Regions from separate parts of the Mus musculus genome. Here regions 1, 2, 3, 4, 5 and 7 are each linked to region 6. A link is a contact called in public HiChIP or PLAC-seq and promoter capture Hi-C data. All regions are on one chromosome and are shown on one strand. The core of a region is the stretch at or near the end of the contact, and the rest is flanking DNA. Distances in the headings are between cores, read along the strand shown.

Region 1 (2,700 bases), core at 119-2,618, 2.3 Mb before region 6:
TTGACACCCCAGGTAAACCAAGATACACATGTGTGCATGTACACACACACACACATACACACACACACAAACACACACACTACCCATACATGGTGGGAGAGCCAGATTAAACAAATAATCAAAAAGAAATATTAGACAATGATAAATATTCTAAAATAGGGGACAAATTATACTCCAGCAATGCAGAGAAGATAATGTGTTAGCTGAGCTTGGGTGATAGGGAATCTAGACTGGAGATTGTGGGGACCTGAATGTGGACATTGGCCTTAGAAGAAAAGTTTACAACATTCTACCGAGCATCCTTTGACTCCTAGACAGCAGCTGACTGGCGCCTAGGCTGCCATGAATCATAAAGGCAATTGTACTTCTGAGAGAGTAGGAGCTTAGAGATACTCGGTTCCTAAGTTGGAGTATAGATCTGTAGTCAGCTTCCTGTCCTCCACCTCTCTCTTCTGTTCTTCTTTTTCATTTTTCTCTATGCCTCTTCTCCGGGTCTCTGCAGACGACACCCCCACCCCTGCATACCTTTTATCTAGCCAGACATGAAATTATGGAAGCCACATTCAAGTCTTCTTTCCTGTTCTTTTCTCCCACACCATCACACAATTCAGGATTTCATTGCTCTCCCTAGTTGTGTGCAATGGCCTCCCTATGATCTTTCTAATATAGATGATGTCACACTTCTGCTTAAAGTTGTAGCTTGGCTCCCTAGATTGCAGAGTTAAGTTCAGAAGTTTTGGCATACATGCAGGCAGAACACTGTATACATAATAAGTCTTTAAAAATATTTTTAATTAAAATATAACTTCATCATTTCTCCCCTTTCCTTCCAACCCCTCCCGTGCCCTCATGTAATGTTTTTCTTGCCACACACCCTGCCTCTCAGCAGTTCAAATCTTTCACCCCCCCCCAGACCCATTCATTCAGTTCACACCGAACTGTCCTGATTCATTCTGTTACTTTACCTGCTCTGTTCTCTTATTTGGAACCTCCTTCCCTTTTCATATACAATTTTTCCTTTCCCTTCAAGATTTATGGCCAGAATTACTTTTCCAGAAACCCCTGATTAACTCAGCTTGTGGTCGTTTTTGCTCTATTGTCTCTGAGAAGGTCAGTGTTATGTTCTTTTTTTTTTTTTTTCCTCCAAGCGTCTGTCACATAGCCGGTTTCACTAGTGCTTGAAATAAGAAAACTAAATCACAGGGTTTGGTGAATCGCTATCTGGAGAGATCATAGATATTTCTGAAGCTTCTGTATATGGAAGTAGAGAGATTTTTGAGGTTCGGAAGCCAGCGAGGAAAATCGCCTGAGTGCCGGTTAAGACGAAAGTTGCCTCGGTGGTTTTACTTAACATTTCCGTGCCAATTGGCTCGTAGGGAAGGTGGAACCAAAACAAGGAGAAAAACTGCATTTCCCGTCATGCCTCCGGAAACCACGCCCGGTGACTCTCAACGTCCCGCCTGACTCACGTGGAAACGAAAGGATCACTTCCGGTTTTGCAACCCCGGGAACCGGCGGCGTCGATCGGCCCTTTAAGGCCTTTCTCCGAAGCTCCGCCTTCGCTTGGGTCTTTCTAGAAAGGCAGCTTCGGTCTGGACCGAGCGGGGCAGGTATTACCGGGCCGCCATAGGGGGACTTCTGCGGCTGTGTGCTGCACGCGTCCGGGAGGGCCCGTTCCTCCGGGGGTTTGGGGTTCCTGCCGGCTCTGAAAGCAGGTCGGAGGGTCGTCGCCCCGCACTGACGTTTTGCTCTTCTTTGCTGTTGCAGCGTCCCGGGCTCCCGAGTGTCTCCCATGGCGGATACGACCCCGAACGGCCCCCAAGGGGCGGGCGCTGTGGTAAGTGAGCGGCCTGGTCGCCCGGCTCCATCAGCCGGAGTTGGCGAGGAGCAGGAAGTGTTTGAGAGGGCTAGAGGGTTCTAGAAGCCGCTGCCTGCCGGACTGGGGTTAGGGAGGAGCCGAGTGGCGGCCAGAGGAGCTCCAAGTTTGTTTCAAAGGCGACAACAGGCAGTTCTGGAGCAGGCGGCTGTCACCTGTCAGCTAGGGATGTTGGCCTCCTTGCCCCTTCCCACACCGCGGTCTCCGATCGTCTTCGGCCCCCAAGGTGGAAAATACCATCTATTCAACCCACATGCCTCGTGGTGCGCGTCGTAGTATTGCCCTTTGTACCTACTTCAAGCCTTTTAAGAAATTTTGCAAAGGGGAGAGAGTGGTGTGTTTCTTTGATTAGTCGTTTACAAAGAGGAGGACTGCCCGTTTGTAAACTTTATAATTAAAAATGTTGATCTACAGGTCGACTCGAGGTAGTTTTTGTGTTTTTGCCCTTAAATTGAAGTTTTGATTTTTTTTTTTTTAAAAAGCTTTTTACAACACCCCTGTACTGTGTACACGCACTTAACTTTGCTGACCCATTTGGAGATTTTTGATAACCCAAAAATACTTAAGTATTATTTTCCACTTCATTACATTTGGGGAATTGAACATGGATGCATTTTAATCTACTTTGTAGTTCACGTGCAGATTTCCTTAACTGTCCATTGTCCCTTCCCCTCTTTGGGAAGCAGCCATTGTGTTTATTTGTTCTGCCTCTTTACTCCCAGTCAGTCCATGGAAATCCCTCTATTATCTCTGGGCTTTGAAGACACACCTAGTTTCAAAAGTCTAGACCTGTTTTACAGAAGGCTCTAGAAACTGAAATTACA
Region 2 (2,700 bases), core at 101-2,600, 2.2 Mb before region 6:
CCCAGAGCAGCAGAACCGCGGATAAAGCTAGGGGGACTGTGCGCCATGGACACCGGAGCGCACAGAGAACAAGAAACCCAGAGACCCCAGGAGGAGCCCAAGTGGTCCAGGTCTGCCCTACTGGGGCCGGGATCTTCAAAGGTCAGCTCCCCCCACTCCCCCAGGCAAAGAACCTCCGAGAAGGACAAGTAGACCTCGGGCGGGCGGGCAGGCGGGAAAGGGAAGTGTGGCGTGGGGGAAAAAGTGAAGTGGCCGGGAATAAAATGGGCGTCTCCTCGGAGTGGCCTCAGCCCGCTGTCCCGGGGCCTGTCCCCTCCCCAGCTCCCCGCCCAGGGCCTGCTCTCTTCACAGGCTCTCCCGCTGCCCTCCCGGGTGCTCGCCAGGAGCCCGCACCCCACAGCCACCTGTTAAGGCGCGCGCGCCGTCGGAAGCTCGGGTCACCGCGGCGCCCCGGAATCTTCCAGAAGTTACTACTGCCCGAGCGTAGCACGCTCCCGAGGCCCACGGGGACCACGGGGACAGCGCGCACAGCCTCTCCGGACCCCCCGATTCCCACGCCCTCCCCCCCTCCACGCCACCTTCGGAGCTCCGCAAAGTTGCGGCCCGGGAGTCTGTACCTGCACTGAGCTCCAGGCTGGCGCCGTCGCTACCCGCGCCGCTGCTGCAAGCGCCGGTCGCCGGGCCAGGGCCGTACCTGACGACGGCGGCGAAGGACGACGACGACGAGGCGGCGGGGGCCGCGAGCGGCGGAGGCGGCGGCGGCGGTGGCGCCGGAGTCCTGGGATGGCCCGGGGGCGCGGCGGGTGTGCAGGACGGCGACGACGACGAGGCGGCGGCGGCGGCGGGGGCCCGGCCTGACCCGGCCGGGTAGGACGGCTGCGTCGGGAACGGCGGCGGCTCGCTGCTGCTGATGGGCACGGCGGCGAGCGAGGCGAAGGGCGGCGGCGGCGGCGGCGGCGGCAGCGGGGACGGCCGCGCGGGCGACAGCTCGAGCAGAGAGGGTCTGTCGTAGCGCTTGGCCAGCGCCGGCCGCCGGCTGGGGAACGTCTTGAGGACGCTGTAGGGGCCGCGCTGCTTGTAGATGCGGGGCGCGCTGGGCCCCTCCTCCGCCGCCTGCATCTCGGGCTCCATGCCGAGTCTGAGGCCCTGCCCGCCCCGCGCGCGGCTCCGGAGGTGGCTCGGCCGCCCGGCCGCCTGCTCTACCCCGGCGCGCGCCGGCGGGAAGGCGTGTGTCTGCGCCGTGGCCGCCGCCGCCGCCGCTGCCTGTCGCCGAGCCTGGCATCTCCGAGCCCCCGCGCGGGGGGCTGCCGCCCAGCGCTGATTGACAGCCCGCCTCGCCAATGCCTGGAGGGAGAAAGGAGGTAAGGAGCAAGTGTTTAGGGTAATATCTGCTAATGATGATGGGGGCGGGGCGGGGCCTGGGCCCGGGCGGCCCGCGCGATCGGCGCTTCGGACAGGGTCGTGGGGGGAGGTGGGGAGGGGGAGCCCGTGGCCCGAGGGGACCCGGTGGGGGAACGGAACCTGGAGGGCGTCCCGGTGGGGACAGGTGGAAGAGGTGGCGTCCCGGCTCTCTCGGCTGTGGACGTGAGGCGGCAGCGGTTGTCCGCAGGGTCCGAGCTTTGGAAAGGAGTTCCCGGCGCCCTCCTGCGTGACCTCCCAACTCTCGGAGTGCACGAAGGGGGTGGTACCTAGAAGTTAGGGCGGGGTCGCCAGAGTGCAAGGGTGGGACAGCAAGTTCTTCTAGAAGGAAGCTACACCTCCCTCCCCCCGCCCCCCTCCCGAAAAAGAACATCTCGAAGGACTTGGCACAGGCCGCTGGGAGGTTTGTCCTGCCTTAGGGTCTTGCTGTCCCAGGTCTGGCGGCCGAACCAGAAAGCACTCAGGGCCTAGTGCTTCCATACTGTTTCGCTTGTTCTCCATAGGGAGCTGGGCGAGAGAGCACAGAGGCGCCATCATTTCTTTCCATTCTACAGATTTGAAAACTGAGGCTCTGAAAGACCAGATTTGAAAACTGAGGCTCTGAAAGACTAAAGGGAAATATGCAAATTCACGCAGAGGAGTTTGTGAGTGAATTGCACGGTTACATATAGGTCTTCAGAATGTAAAATAGCTGGTAGACAGTGCAATTCAAGGGAACAAAATGATCCCACGGTTCCCTTTGGGATGGTGACTGCTTTGAACATTATTATATTATCTATGCATATACGTTGCAAGACCAAAGTGGCCTGGGATCACCCTTTCCTTGCGTTGCTCATACTACCCGGCACCACCGGGCTAAGGATTCAGTGATGAAGATCTCAGTAATTTGCCGAAGCTGCCCCGTAAGGTTCTTCAAACACAAGGAAGGGTTCCGGCCTCTGCCAGTCACTCCTTCCTGTCTCAAAGGGAGCATCCTCTAGTTAGGCCTACCCCAATCCCTGCATCCCCTCTTCCCAAGCTTGGGTTTCAACCTCGTTCATCATTATCCAGGTCCTTGATGAATGAAGCTCATCTCTCCAATCTGGAGTTGCTTTTTTATTCAGAGCTATCCTTCAGTCTTGGGAAAGTGACCCATTTTCTCCTGGGGGCCAGGACTTTGGCCTCTCATTTTCCAGATCTCTCCCATTGGAAGAGTTCCTCTCCCTTGCTGTTTCCAGAGTCTCTGCTCACCCACTCTGGACTGTCTTCCTCTCCTCAGCAAGCTCCTCTGATAGTGCTGTG
Region 3 (2,700 bases), core at 34-2,533, 2.6 Mb after region 6:
CCCAGCGCAGGAGTGGGAATTGCATCTTTGGAAAGGCAGACAAGGGTGAAAGGGCAGAGGACCTTTGAAAAGGCGAGTAGGGGCCAAATCACAGAAGGCCTTGCATACAACAGAAAGGAGTGAAGGCTTTAATCTGCACTCAACTTTCCTGTAAGTAATTACATTATTTTTCCAAAACTTTGCCAAGATATTGTGAGCAGGAGTAAGTGTGAGACTATAGAGGCAGAGACCATAAACAGGTAAAGGAGGTTGAAAAGGGGAGGTCCAAGGATGAAACCCAGAGTTTCTTAAATAGAGTGGCCTGGTAAAGAAGGATGGTGACACCACAACAACCAATGCTGTGAAAAGGGAGTGGAGACCCAAACCAGGGATTTCCCATAGCTGTGGCAAAAGGCAGAGGCCCAGGAAGAAGACAGCTGGCTCAGCTCTCAGATTCAGGAGTCAAATGTTTTGGCCATCTCTATATAGGAGGAAAGACACCCTGAAAGTTAGGAGACACAGTCCATAGATAGGTTTGAGCTTTGGCCCTGGCTTGCTGGAAACCTGTGGCTGACATATTTCACTGTCCTCATTTGTAAAATCAAAGAAAATGTTTAAAGTACATTTTCTAAAGAACGGAGGGAGTGGCGTTAAATTTCTTTCATCTACAACTGAAGCCGACTTTGGGTAGAAGGGCCACAGTGGAGACTTCTGAAAGCCTGAGCAGGGCAGAGTGCCACCATCAAATCACTTTCACAGAGGTCTGGACCCTGGGTGTGCTGCAAGAAACCCTGGTTGGCTGTCTCTGGTCTCCACAAGCCTGGCTTTATGGGTGAGCTGTTTTCAGCGGCTGCGATCACCTCTTGGCCAAACTTGAGTGGCTACTCCTTTTCTGGTTAGGAGTTGGTTCCTCCCGCCCTCCAGGGAACAGGTCCCACCGGGTTCGACTCCTCACTGCATCCGCCGGACCTCACACAGAAAGGGGCGTTCGGGAGACCTGAACTCAAAGACTGCGGACGCAGCAGATCTCGGGCTCTACCACCCGAGCTTTCTAGAAGCAAGAAGACCCCACACGCACCCAGGCCTGGGCCATTCCTAAACCGCGTAAAGTCCTTAGGCCGCCATTGTGTCTCCAGGGGCCCAAGAAGAATAGTCCGGACCCCGGCCTTCCCGTGCCCTTCACAAACCCCTCACCCCGGCGCCCTGCTCCGGAGGCAGCTTCTGTAGCCGCCAAAGCGGCGTCCCCTCTTCCGGCTCCATCCCCGAGAAGTAGAGATACCTGTCACGTGACAGGCCTGAACCTTAGGCTTACGCTCCGATTCGTCCACGTGACTTTCTGGAGGGCGGGGCCGGCGGGCGGGCTCAAAGTCCTTGTGCGCATGTGCAAAACCTCAGCCATTGGTTTTCTCCTGTAGAAAAAAGAGCAAGTTTTTTTTCCCTCTTTTTTTTTGGGGGGGGGGGGGGGGGGGGAGGGGCGGTCGAGACTGAGGGGAAGTCTGTTACCCATCCGCTTGCTGCTGAAGGAAGATTTACAGACTTTTGCTCGGTTGAGACTGTGTTCAGAGACAGATCTCATAAACTTTCTTCACTGCAGAAAATCATCTAGTAATAGTCACAGCCTGTATTTGAACCCAGGGCCTTTCCCCCAGAGATCTGACAGTCTCCTAGTCAAAGAGTTTGACCTCAAAGACAAATTAAAGTTACTTTTTTTTTTTAATTTTTTTTTATTTTAAGAAGAGATGTGGGGTGGGGGGCTGGAGAGATGGTTCAGCAGTTAAGAGCACTGACTGCTCTTCCAGAAGTCCTGAGTCCAATTCCCAGCAACCACATGGTGGCTCACAGCCATCTGTAATGAGATCGAATGCTCTCTTCTGGTGTGTCTGAAGACAGCTACTGTGTATTCGTAGACATAAAATAAATAAATCTTTAAAAAAAAAAAAAGATTGGATCCCCCCCCCCCGTTTACAAACAGCAAACGCAATCCAAGACAGAACTCATAGAAAGGCAAAGTTCAGCTATATATTATTAAGCAACCCAAAGACTCATTATCCAAGCTAAGAAACAAAACAACCTGCTGGTAAAGAAAACCCATGTTTATACCCACACATTTACCACAGGAGTGAACCCAAAATTCTTTGAGTTGTAATTTCAATCCAAAAAAAAGAAAGTTCGTGATAGAATGAGCCTTGTCATGAGAAGGTGCCATAACAATTAGGGTGATTACAACCCAATATGTAATGTTAGGATTAAGAGTGTTAGAAAGTGCTGAGAGGCATAGATAGAAAAATAGATAGATAGATAGATAGATAGATAGATAGATAGATAGATAGACAGACAGACAGATAGATAGATATGCCTTGTCCACAGTCACATACATGAGCGATAGCTGCAGAGTTTGAAGAAAGAATGAGAGTTCTGCTGTTCTGCCTGGGTAAAGGAAGGCTTACAGGAATGCATGCTTCTGTGACCATGCAATGTGTAAGTTAATAGTGCAAAATGACATCCATCAGGATATAAAGGATATCAAAAAACGGGATTTAGACAACACTGGACACCAAGAAAAGGTTGACCTTTGAAACATGACTATATTAAAATTGAACTTCTGGCAGATGCTGAATTTAAAATATTACATAAAGTGAGAGGAAAGAGCCCTTAATATTTAATGTCTTTTCATTAGTAATCGCTTGTCTTTGTATGTAATTTAAGGCATCATTTTTTTTT
Region 4 (2,700 bases), core at 65-2,564, 2.3 Mb before region 6:
ACTGTCAGCCACAAAAACCACAGTGAGCTCATATGTAGGTGCAGGAAGGGCTGTCCGGTGGTCAGCTCTAACTCAAGCCGTTTTACACAGAACAGTTCGTGTTGACCTTTGATTTGATGGAATTTCTTAAGATTAGCAAACCTCATACATAACATTCAGAACATACAGGACAAAACCATGGTTATGTGGTCAGCATGTTCTTGAGCCAAGTCACTTCTTGGTCAGTGAGTGGCAGGCATGTTAGAGTAGTAATATAACTGGCAAGCATGGAACAAAATGGCTACAGTTATGGGGGAAGGGGTGTCAGACCATAATATATTTATCCAAATAGCTGCAATAGCCTTTTACTAGAGACCACAACCTTGTTAGCCATGGGCTTTTGACCTGCTTAACCTTACCAGAGGTGGATTCCCTCCTGTGAAGGGAGCCTCAAGTCCACTCAAAGTGGTGGGTTTCCTCCCCATTTACTGATTTGCACTCATTTTCTTTATTTTTTTATTAGATATTTTCTTTATATACATTTCAAATGATATCCCGAAAGTTCCCTATACCTTCCCTCGGCCCTGTGCACTCATTTTCCATTTAAAATTTTATTTTACAGTACTTTCACTAAGCGATTTAAATTAATCTTTAAAACAACTGGACATGCATCCCATTCTATTTATCTGGCCAGACAGGTATTGACTTAGCCCCTGGAATATAGTAGTATACGTATACTGCACAGGATCCAGTGTCCATATAGCTATTCTCTATTCCGGGGGGACAATAATTTCAGTAGTGGTATTTTGAAGAAAAGTGTACAGGGTAACTATTTAAAAATGAGAACCACGTTAATTATAATTAGGGTGGTGAAAGAAGGCTTAAGCTAAGAACTGAATGAACCTGACATGGTAATGGTTAAAACAGGCGAATGTGTTCAGGTTTCTTTCTCTCTGGGACCAGGCTGTTTGAAAAACTGCTCCATCTTCGCGTACACATAGTACCGCGACTTCAAATTTTATGCACGCCTCTAATTTTGTTATACTACGACCGAGAAGCGGAGGTTGAGTGATCAGCAAGGTGACCACGGTGTTGGACAGAGCGGTGCCGAGGGTTCAAAAGGAAAGGGGACAGAGGCTTAAACCCTGCCTTCTCCTCCTGCTTCCCACGCCCCGGCGGCGCTTCGTAAGACTGTCTCCCGGGACACGACACGGACTCACAAATGCCCAGCACAGTCGGCAGCGCACACCGTCCTGGCCCGGTGCTGGCCAGAAGCACCGCCCACCCCGCCCCCGCTGGCATATTCCGTCACTTCCGCTGTCGCGCCACACCCCCATGACTTCCGGGTCGCCGAGGCCGCCGGCCGCGGCGCACACATCCGTGCTCGCCGGGGTCCGGTCTATGGAGTCAGTTGGCGCGGCAGGCGGCTCGGAGGCAGGAGGTGGTGTCCGAGTGGGGGCCTCTGCCCCGCCAGGATGTTTCCGGGCTTGGCCGCCGCCGCCGCGGCGCACAGGTGCAGCTGGGCGGCGCTGTGCAGGCTCGGTGGCGGCCGGGCAGCGACCCGCGGCCGCAGCCAGGGTGAGTGACGGACCGGTGGAGGCCGCGCCTGGCCTCGGCAGTTGGCCCGCCCGCTTGCCCTTCTCCAACCCAGACAGAGCCTGCCGGTCTCGCAAGGTCCTCACAGGTGTCCCCGCGAGCCGCGGCTACCGGGGAGCGGCCAACCCGCGTAGGGACACCCTGAGGCGGACCTCCAGACCCGGAGGTCTTAGGGCACATCGCGGTGACCCAGGGTGACCCAAACAGGCCGTGGGAAATGGCGGATTCCACCAGCTTGGAGGGTCCCCTTGGGCCGCCGCCGCAGTTCTGTTGCTGCTTAGGTTGAGTGAGGTACTCCTGCGCTACACTTTTTCTTAGTGCCATCCCGTTTTCTTAAATCTCCCTAAATCAAAGTGGATGTCACATACGGATCTTAAGGTGAGGGCTTCTCACAGTTATCGAATGGGCATAGTCTGGGGGACAGGAAACCCACCGAAGTTTGCGGTTATATCGAACAATCCTTTTGGTGACAAAAGTGTCTCCTGAAACTGTACATAAATAACCCTGGGCGCAGGGTGGGATTGAGAGTTTTCATCTTCGTCAGCATTGCTTTCTCAGTCAGATTCAAGTTATTGGAGAGTTTCTAAAGTAGCATCAAACGTGTAAGTCCTGTTTCTGTTCACCTCCCTTGTTCCCGTAGCTTGACACGGAGGACTGCTAGCAGAGCCCAGGAGAGGACAGGACCAAATCCACCGCTAACCCGAGCCCCTCAGGTTCTTGGGATTTGCAAAGAGTGGTTACAGAAACGTTTCTCAAACATTCACAGTCACCCTTCAAAAACTTGGATCGGAAGGCAAAAGCTGCAGCCATTCAGGTTTTTTGATAAAAGCGGTCACACACTCCTGTGCTGGGCAGATAAAGTAGAATATATTCATACCGTATTAAAAGCTGGTTTCTAAGGTTGCAAAAGAATTGATTGCAATACACTGTTTTAGTTTGTTGTTAATGACAGAATACTGTAGCTAGTTTTCCCATGGTGGCGGTATGCCACTTATGAACAGAATGGGCCCTCTGTTTAAAACTCCAAATAAACTTCAACATATTACACAGAAATATATATACATATAGTGGCTGTTAAATGTTGTCCAAAGTGCCCCTTCAGTGTTGGTGAGGTGAGTTGCAGTA
Region 5 (2,700 bases), core at 32-2,531, 2.1 Mb after region 6:
GGAAGAGAGAAAGGGGGGAGGCGCTCGAGAGAATGACTGGTTTTCATTTTTGCACGTGAGGCGTACCTAATATTTCCACAAATAGACAGGCAGACCAGAGACGGACAGACAGAGCACACTTGCATGTTTTGAAACAATCCGTACCCCCAAATCCAGGACGCAGCCTGTTGTCATAACCATCCAGCAAACTGTCCAGAATACGGGTAAAATTTTCCGGGCACAATTTCTCGTCCTTTGAGTTCTGTCCTGGGGATTCGTTTAAACTGCAAGTGCAAAAATAACAGGGGTGGAAAAGACTATTTTAAGAATGGATCTGAGAACAGGTGGAGAAGGGTTGCCTTCTAGGGAAAGAGTCGCTGGTCTTAAGCTAAAGGAGGGTTGGGGGTTGGGATGTGGAGAACCAAAATGGTCAGAAAAAGAGTATCTCTGGGCAGCAGGCACCCCCCAGACTGCAAGTACCCTTTAGGCAGCACGTACCCCAGCACCCGCGCTTCCTGCACCCGACTCTTCCCAGTGGTCTCTGAGTCTACTCGGTCAAAGGAAAGCTTGGCTTCAGCCCATATGGCACTGAAGAAGGGAAGATCTGCTTCGCTCCAGGAAGAGTGGCCAGAGGGGTGTTGTGGATTTGGACACTTGCCCACCTTCCCCATGCACCCCCTATGCTACGACCCTCCCCCCACCTCCCCACCGAACTCACCAAGCCGCCAGGCACAGGAAGTGCAGGAGGGCGAGGCTGACCCCGGAGCACAGCGCAATCGCGGGTACCTTCTGGACAGAAACCATCTTCGCAACATGCCATACTTTAAGCCTGTTCACGTTTCCAGCCTCTCGAGATGCCCTGGGCAGGGTGCGAGGAGAGGGCAGAGTGGCTCCCGCGGCGTGCGCACACTCGCGCTCACACTCGCCCGCGCTCACACTCGCCCGCGCTCCTCCAGCCTAGCCGCGGTGGGCGTGTGTGTGCACGCGGCCAGGGGAGGCGGGACCTGCGCGCCCGCCCCCTCCCTCGCCGCTCGCGCCCAGTGCGAGCGAGAGCCCGGCGCTCAGCTCCGCACCTTGTCAAGCTTGCAAGTGCTGCTCACCGGTGAACTTGGGAGCTCCTGCCACTCGAAGCTAGGCAAGTTTGTTCCAACCTGTAACTCAGGGGACGCCACCCACGGTCCTTGGTCCCTGCTCCGGGTCAGCGACTTCAAAACCCCAATTGGGTCCCCTGCCACTGGCCTGGGCTGACTTCTCTTCTTTCTGCTTTTCTCCCTCCCTTTACCAGGGTTTGGCTGGAAACAATGAAGAGCCTTTCTCATAGGTTGTTTGAGGACTTGCCGGTGCCCACTGCGGAGAATGTAGGTGGAGAAAGGGCGGGATGAGAGGCTTTGCGGGGCGTGGCGGTGGGAGGTATTGGCGAAGGGAAGAGAACCCTTGTAGGTACCACAGTCTATGGGACCTCGAGTTCGGGGGAGGACGGGGCAGGAGGGACGGGGGAGGGCAGGGGGGGCAGGATGCTGGGCGGCCTGACAACTAAGGGAAGGGAAGATTCTACTACCTGGGCAGACTTGCCAAACTGTTGGACAGTTAAGGAGAATACTGTGAAGGTATCTGTGGGGAGAGAACTGTTTTAAAGATAACAGATTTTCCTTCTTTGCCCTACCCGACTCAAGGCACACTTGTGTCCCACCCCTCCAACCCCTCCCCTTGCAACTCTACCTGGGAACTATGGGCAAACAGACTGCTACTTCTTGAAACCCTTCTCCTTCAGAATGGAACTGATTGAATTCCAGAAGTTGACAGCTTTATGGGGGAGGCAAAGGTGGCTGGGTTGGCAAGAGAAAAAAAAAAGAGAGGGGGAGGCGGGGGGGGGGAACGTGGAAGGATGGAGGGAAAGGTGGGGAGAGGGATAAAGAGAGAGAGGGTGGGAGGGATGGAGCAAAAGAGAATATTAGAGAGTGAGGAAGGATAGGAGGGAGGGAGGCAGGGAGGAAGGGAGGGAGGGAGGGAGGGAGGGACAGAGACAGAGACAGAGACAGAGACAGAGACAGAGACAGAGACAGAGACAGAGACAGAGAGAGGTGGTTTCCTTCACAACTTAAAAGAGAACCCTAAACAGTGTTTAATGTTTTATGGGAAAAAAACCAAATACTTGGAACAGGCCTTTTTAAAAAAAAAAACACACACTAATTACTAATTATTGAGGGGTGTACTTTACTTTAATACAATGCACAGAACTGTTTCCAAATGACATGTGTCAATGACATAAGTAATTTCCATAATATTGTGTTCTGTTTAGAACACTAGTGACTTGTTCAAATTTTTAGGACTAGTGGGGTGCTAACATTTGGAAAAGTAAGAGAAGAGTTTGGGTGGTGGTTCTTTAATTAATTCAATCTCTTATTTTTTTTTTTCTTTCCAAAGGAAGGCATGTAGTATCTGTCTATAAAGTGAAGAGCTATGAGCCCTATGGGAGTGTGCATTCTGAATTGCTGCCTGGTGGGATTTATTAGACCTCCCATAGTTTCATCTCTGATATTCTTCTCCTATGGACTGTAATCTGGAGTCTGATGCTGGCTGTTTGCCATTCCTGTGTTTATCTCTTCTTAAGCACAGGGCGTACAGCCTATCAGTAACTATGACTAGACGAATAATCAGTGATTTCCTTAATCAGAGATCTGTCTTTTGTTTAAAATTTTATTGGCTATTTTATTTATTTAC
Region 6 (2,700 bases), core at 146-2,645:
GGAGTTTTTAAAACTCAGCCTCACAAAGGAACGCTGTCTTCATTTATGTCTATTAATAATCTAACATCAAAAATAACTTCAGAGTTATATCCAAAACTCCTAAACAACGGCTGGCTCTCACAGATATGTACTTCTAATATGATTATTCAACAAACAACCAGAAGAAAAAACAAACAAACAAAAAAAAAAAAAAAAAAAAAAACCAAAAAACAGTAAGGACCAGAAAAAGAACTTCACAGCGCTCCGGTATATCTAAGTTTTTCACACGTGCCAGGGCTCACTCCGTGTTAAACACTAAACGAGGCTCCACAGGCACACATTTAATGAGTTGACCCTGTTGCTTTAGAGTATTCGATTAACTTAATACTTTCTGAATTTCTGGTTATCCCCCACTTTCGAGGTAGAAACTGCAACTCAAATACTGCAGAAGTTACAAAGCTATTACGTTTTGGAGGGAACTGGACTTAAAACACATTTCAAATGTTTTATCCATATGGAATCACTAATAATAACTTGTAAAAGACTCTGGGCCCCTCTCCTTGGCTCCAGTAGATCTTAAAAGGAGTCAGAGAACCAGTTAGGTATCACAGTGTATTCATGCACTTGAGCTAAAATGAGAAACACTGCAAGGAAGCAACCAAAGGTCAGGCAAATTGTTTGGTTTTTACTCTGAAGGGAGTGCTCTTAAGGGAGTTCACCTCCAAAATTTCTCAGTGAACCCCCCTCACTCAGTATAAATTATTTTTATTCAGATGTCGAATACGCTCCTTTTCCTTGTTTTACAGTCATCAGAAACCTCAACTGTGGATGCTTTCTGATTCGGCATCGTGGCCAGGTAGCATTTAAACAAACAAACGCCAATTTGTCTTTAAGTGCTTACTGCAGGTGCCGATTCATTTGGGCAGGGCACCCCAGGGAAACTGGCTGAACCCAAGTCCCTGAACTCTCTATGGGGAGGTAACTTCTACACTGCGGAACTTTCACAGCTTTGGGCAGCCCAACAATCCACGCACGGGGTGTGCTGAGCTGCAGTGCTGAGCTTCTGCAACCCCCTCCCCAGATCTGCCTGCGCTGGGCCAGGACTGCTCTACCCTAAGCAGCCCGCGGCAGAGTGAGGACAGGGGGCGGACCGGCGCTGGAAACCTCCCGTGGCTCGGCTAAGGCCGATTGCACACCCCGGGCTCAGGGGCGTCAGGCAGGGGCGCCCAAGCCCTGCTAGACTTCACTCCGGGTCCGGGAATCTGCGACAACGAGCCGCGTCCAAGCCCCGCTTCGGAGCTGTGTCCCCCCTAAACTCACCGGCGGACCTACAGCCTCATCCAACGACCGAAGAGCCGGAGCTAACACACCCAGCAACCCGCCAGCGACTCCAGCCGGTGAGGACTGAGGAAGCCTGAGAACCCGGATGCAAACACAAACACAGGAAGGGACTCGGGAGGACGCTGCGCATGCGTACTGCCAAAGGTGGGGCAGGGGAGAGTGGAGCACTATCACCTGTGGCTTTTCCACCTAAGGGATGTGCTGGGCAGTCTACAGTCCTTGGGTCAGTCACCTGTCACCTCTCTCTTTCGTTAAGTCCTTCAGAAGCTGAATTGTGGTAGACTCCTTGTAGGATTGTAATGAACGATATATGACCTACTCGATCACTTCACCCCAGATATTTGCTATTCACTCTTCTCAACATCATCAACTGGCTCTCAAAAGGAATAAGAAGAGTTTATTCTGGAGTCAAGCAGGGATGCCTATGGTTAGAGAACTAGATTCCAATTAGCCCAAATACTCTCTTCCAAAGATGCAATCGTTTCATGGGGCATTTTTAGTAACAGAACAAAGGGAAAATCATAACAATATGCTTTTCAAAGGCGTTGAAGCATCAGATAGAAAGCTCCAACAAAATGGAAAATCCCTGTTATATACCTCAGTTGTTGCCTGATGATGTCTCTGGCATCTAAGTTTCTATTTGTTCCAAGAGCATTTCCCTACTAGGTTACACACACAAAGTAGGTAATAAGTGGTCATATAAAGCATTGAAACACCCCAAGATAATTTGTCTCAGCATTTCAAACAAAGAGTATGTTATAATCCCCTCTGATGGTTTAAAATAGGTGCAGTGTTACTTTGCGAGCACAGTAACTGTTCATTGAAATCCTAAGAACTCTTATCAAAATTAAGTTTGCAGAGAGGAAAAACCGAAACCCAGGATGATCTCAGAAAGTGGAACATAGATTATAGTATTGTGTAGTTTGTACTGAATAATTCTAAGGGGGTAGAGGAAGCCGACATAAACTCTGAACGTGTGTCTCAGTTTTTGTAAAGGTCAAAAAAAGTAAGTAAGCAGCAGTCACTTTTAGCCAACCTCTAGACTGAAGTCGGGGACCCCTATGGAAGAGTTAGGGGAAGGACTGAAGGAGCTGAAGGGGATGGCAACCCCATAGGAAGAACAACAGAGCTCCCGGAGACTAAGCCACCAACCAAAGAGCATGCATGGGCTGGTCTGTGGCCCCAGCTACATATGTAGCAGAGGACTGCCTTGTCTGGCCTCAGTGGGAGGGGATGGGCTTGGTCCTATAGAGAACTGATGCCCCAGAGAAGGGGGATGCTAGAGGGGTGTGGTGGGAGTGGGTGTGTGGGTGGGGTACTATCCTCTTAGAGGCAAAGAAGAGGAGTGATAGCACTGGGGTCTTGTGGAGGGGGTACTGG
Region 7 (2,700 bases), core at 59-2,558, 2.3 Mb after region 6:
AAAGATACATCTGCTGCCTTTCTACTTCAAGAAGTGATTTGTGAATGTCCACCTTATACAGAGTCTTTCAACTCATAAGGGTATTATAATGATTAATACTTAGGGATCAAATAGCACTTGCTGCCATTCTTTTGATATAATTTATCCAATGGGAAAGTCTGATGTTTCTATTATTTCATTCACAAAATTTTGTTGTCTATCTTTAAAATCTACTTCTTCCCTGAATACCCTGGCATATCACACAAATGTTGAATTGTCAGGAGAAGAAGTAATGAGTAGAAATCTTTTGGAGTGGTTAGGGCAGAGAGAGGGACATGATGAAGCTTGAATACTTGCCTTTGCTGTTAAGGCCAGTCATCGATTCTTTCTATGTGTCAGTGTTGAGAGGACAGAGACACACAACTTGATGCTGCTGCCCTCATTAGCCTGAGAAGTTTCCCTAGGCTCAGGCCAAACTGGTATTCATGGATTCAATGATGTAAAGGATTTCAAGACTGGTCAGTTTAGTGAAACAGAGATGGTGATTTTGAAATACTGATGTTTTAATATAGACTTGAGTATTATGGTTTAAAGAAGGAGGGGTAAGAAAACAGCAAGGCAAACATTCAGTTGGAGGCTATATGCTTTCCTATGACACAAAGTAGAACAAAGTGAAATGTACCAAGCATAGACACGGGCTTCTCCAAGAGACAGTAAGCAATTAACAATCTTAGTGCTGGCCATGTATTTCAGCTTAATGGCTCTCGTGATACATCTCAAATGGTTGCTATGAACCATTTATCCCTTCTGTCTTGATAAGAGTGATAGGAGGTGGTTTCAAAGATGCTTTAGATGAAATTGTAGTCCAATAAAATAAAACCAGATGCCACTAGGATTTTCCAATGGAAATTTCCCAATGGGTAGTACATTCTCTCTCTCTCTCTCTCTCTCTCTCTCTCTCTCTCTCTCTCTCTCTCTCTCTCTCTCTTCCCCTCCCTCCCTCTATCTCTCTAGGGGTTTCTGGTGTGATTCCTAGAAAAGTGTTGCACTGGAATCCATTTTTACGTCATTAGCAAGGACTCCAACTGGATTACAGGATGAGGGGCTTCTTTCTCCTTTTCCGGTTCCTAAGATTTTTTTTCTGCTCTTCTATCCTGCCTCACTTTCTGCAACTGTTCTGATAAAGGGGGTACCCTGGTTGCTGATGGCAACCTGCATTTGTGACACAAGAACTGCACAAAGCTTATTTTCTCTAGGGAGAAAGACTGCACACGGTCTATTTTTCCTTTGATGGTCCCATGGGCACAGCACCAGATTGCCATGCATATTGAGTCTTTTCTCATCCCATCGAGACATCACAGCTGCCCCCTCAGAGCGTAGGTGGAGGGACAAATGGATGCTCACAGTACTGCTCTTGGCTCAACTCCCATGCTGCTCCGAGCCTTTTCTATTTGTTCATTCTAGGCTTGAGAAATGAAAATGACCTCAGAGGACCTTCCAGAGGTCTGAGAGAAAAGTCTTGACAAACAGGTGGGTTAGAAACCAACTCAGTAATCTCACTGCAGTTTGGAAACTCCTTGTCTGGAACCAGGGCTGTGGAACAAAGGCTAGAAAAAGAACGTTGGGGTTGACCTTGAGATGGAAGGAGATGGATGCATTTGAATGCAATTATTAAACCTCAGTGGTCTTAATGAAGGGGTTGCATTGTCTGGAATTGCTTCTATAGATGGTGTGCTAACTCATAAGTCCTGAGATGGGGTGGATGAGTTCTGGGCTCACACCGCAATCTGTGCCACATACAGACTGTACACTGTGACTTCTCATTCACTGCATTTGAAGGTCAAAATCAGAAACATAGAAAGGGGACATGGTGACAAGCAGGAAATGACTGAGATGATTAGAGATCAAATCTTTAGAAGTTGCATGTGGGTAGTTTTATCTCCATCAGAAAAGGACCTTTGACAGTCTATGGAATTCTTCCATTCATTCTCCTCCTATGAAACTCTACAAATGTATTTGTCCAGAAAAGTATCCACTCAGTCAAGCACTGTTCCCTTGGCTCACACTGGCCTTTAATCTGTATCTAGACATATAAATTAAGTTTATTAGTATCTATTGGGGTTTTGGAGTTGTTAAACACAAATGAAGTAAGCATATGAATTTTTGATGGAGTTTTAGAAACCTTTTCCATCCTTCTTCACTATTTTGTATGCGCACAGACACACATGTCTATCTACGGCATCCATAGTTCACATGGTTGGCTTGTGTGTGAAATCCCTGGAGAGAACATTCTTGTGACTGAGCCTCTAAACCCTCATGAGAGAATTAAACAAATGTACACTGACATGTTCAGGGTTTCTCTGTGTAGCCTTGGCTGTCCTGGAACTCACTCTGTAGACCAGGCTGACCTCCAACTCAGAAATCCGCCTGCCTCTGCCTCCCAAGTGCTGGGATTAAAGGCGTGCGCCACCATGCCCGGCACAAAACATAATTTTTAAGAAGAGAAAGCACTAAGATTACTAAGAAATTTAGAGGCAAATGTAGCAGAAGATATTAAAGTTGCCAATTTCTCAGTTTTCTACAACTGAGTCAATTCAAAAGAAGTGTGACTAAGTCACATTTATTCCATCTGTTATGTCGCATGTCCGTTACATCACATATCCATTACGTTGCATGACTACTTACTACATCACATGGCTGGATTTGGTATGTCATTTTTAT

The links. Promoter capture Hi-C pulls out the DNA fragments that hold promoters and counts their contacts. HiChIP or PLAC-seq counts read pairs in DNA pulled down with a chosen protein or histone mark.
Region 1: a promoter capture Hi-C map of liver shows a contact between it and region 6, with 3 times the contacts expected there. The contact joins the promoter of Tmem33 here to the promoter of Gnpda2 in region 6. A contact is called at or near these places in 5 of 39 promoter capture datasets (the C10 cell line, hippocampal neurons, liver and 1 more).
Region 2: a contact with region 6 is called in an H3K4me3 HiChIP or PLAC-seq map of embryonic forebrain, with 5 times the contacts expected there. The contact joins the promoter of Bend4 here to the promoter of Gnpda2 in region 6. A contact is called at or near these places in 2 of 39 promoter capture datasets (cranial neural crest and hippocampal neurons) and 1 of 115 datasets of contacts at active chromatin or transcription factors (embryonic forebrain).
Region 3: a contact with region 6 is called in an H3K27ac HiChIP or PLAC-seq map of cardiomyocytes, with 30 times the contacts expected there. The contact joins the promoter of Commd8 here to the promoter of Gnpda2 in region 6. A contact is called at or near these places in 11 of 39 promoter capture datasets (the 3T3-L1 cell line, the C10 cell line, the HPC-7 cell line and 6 more), 2 of 484 Hi-C or Micro-C datasets (cortical neurons and uterus), 6 of 115 datasets of contacts at active chromatin or transcription factors (astrocytes, cardiomyocytes, embryonic forebrain and 3 more) and 2 of 9 other capture datasets (adipose tissue and liver).
Region 4: a promoter capture Hi-C map of hippocampal neurons shows a contact between it and region 6, with 2.7 times the contacts expected there. The contact joins the promoter of Slc30a9 here to the promoter of Gnpda2 in region 6. A contact is called at or near these places in 4 of 39 promoter capture datasets (the 3T3-L1 cell line, 3T3-L1-derived adipocytes, the C10 cell line and 1 more) and 1 of 115 datasets of contacts at active chromatin or transcription factors (kidney).
Region 5: a contact with region 6 is called in a promoter capture Hi-C map of embryonic stem cells, with 4 times the contacts expected there. The contact joins the promoter of Gabra4 here to the promoter of Gnpda2 in region 6. A contact is called at or near these places in 6 of 39 promoter capture datasets (cranial neural crest, embryonic stem cells, frontonasal cranial neural crest and 3 more) and 2 of 115 datasets of contacts at active chromatin or transcription factors (embryonic forebrain and stem cell-derived neural progenitor cells).
Region 7: a promoter capture Hi-C map of hippocampal neurons shows a contact between it and region 6, with 7 times the contacts expected there. The contact joins the enhancer-like site here to the promoter of Gnpda2 in region 6. A contact is called at or near these places in 5 of 39 promoter capture datasets (the C10 cell line, cranial neural crest, hippocampal neurons and 2 more) and 1 of 115 datasets of contacts at active chromatin or transcription factors (astrocytes).

What each region holds. Positions count from the first base shown.
Region 1 is chr5:67,259,197-67,261,896 of GRCm38.p6, forward strand. Tmem33 (transmembrane protein 33) reads left to right here and starts at 1,369. Exons shown (of 8, transcript NM_028975.4): 1 at 1,369-1,610; 2 at 1,768-1,837. The coding sequence starts at 1,793.
Region 2 is chr5:67,426,449-67,429,148 of GRCm38.p6, forward strand. It overlaps Bend4 (BEN domain containing 4), which reads right to left and starts at 1,351. Exons shown (of 5, transcript NM_001164806.1): 1 at 618-1,351. The coding sequence starts at 1,131.
Region 3 is chr5:72,166,906-72,169,605 of GRCm38.p6, forward strand. It overlaps Commd8 (COMM domain containing 8), which reads right to left and starts at 1,284. Exons shown (of 5, transcript NM_178599.5): 1 at 1,174-1,284. The coding sequence starts at 1,239.
Region 4 is chr5:67,305,641-67,308,340 of GRCm38.p6, forward strand. It overlaps Slc30a9 (solute carrier family 30 (zinc transporter), member 9), which reads left to right and starts at 1,315. Exons shown (of 18, transcript NM_178651.4): 1 at 1,315-1,557. The coding sequence starts at 1,455. RefSeq lists a cis regulatory region at 963-1,686.
Region 5 is chr5:71,657,027-71,659,726 of GRCm38.p6, forward strand. It overlaps Gabra4 (gamma-aminobutyric acid (GABA) A receptor, subunit alpha 4), which reads right to left and starts at 1,282. Exons shown (of 9, transcript NM_010251.2): 1 at 698-1,282; 2 at 145-263. The coding sequence starts at 783. It also overlaps a transcript of Gabrb1 not described here.
Region 6 is chr5:69,590,909-69,593,608 of GRCm38.p6, forward strand. Gnpda2 (glucosamine-6-phosphate deaminase 2) reads right to left here and starts at 1,396. Exons shown (of 7, transcript NM_001038015.2): 1 at 1,300-1,396.
Region 7 is chr5:71,916,058-71,918,757 of GRCm38.p6, forward strand. All of the region lies in intron 4 of Gabrb1 (gamma-aminobutyric acid (GABA) A receptor, subunit beta 1), which reads left to right. Among named protein-coding and RNA genes, the nearest start is that of Gm38562, 220 kb to the left of the region's middle. Within about 2 kb of position 1,309, at least 13 of the 459 cell types and tissues checked have an H3K27ac peak or open chromatin away from gene starts, as enhancers often do. A contact at or near this core is called in hippocampal neurons, where this site is marked.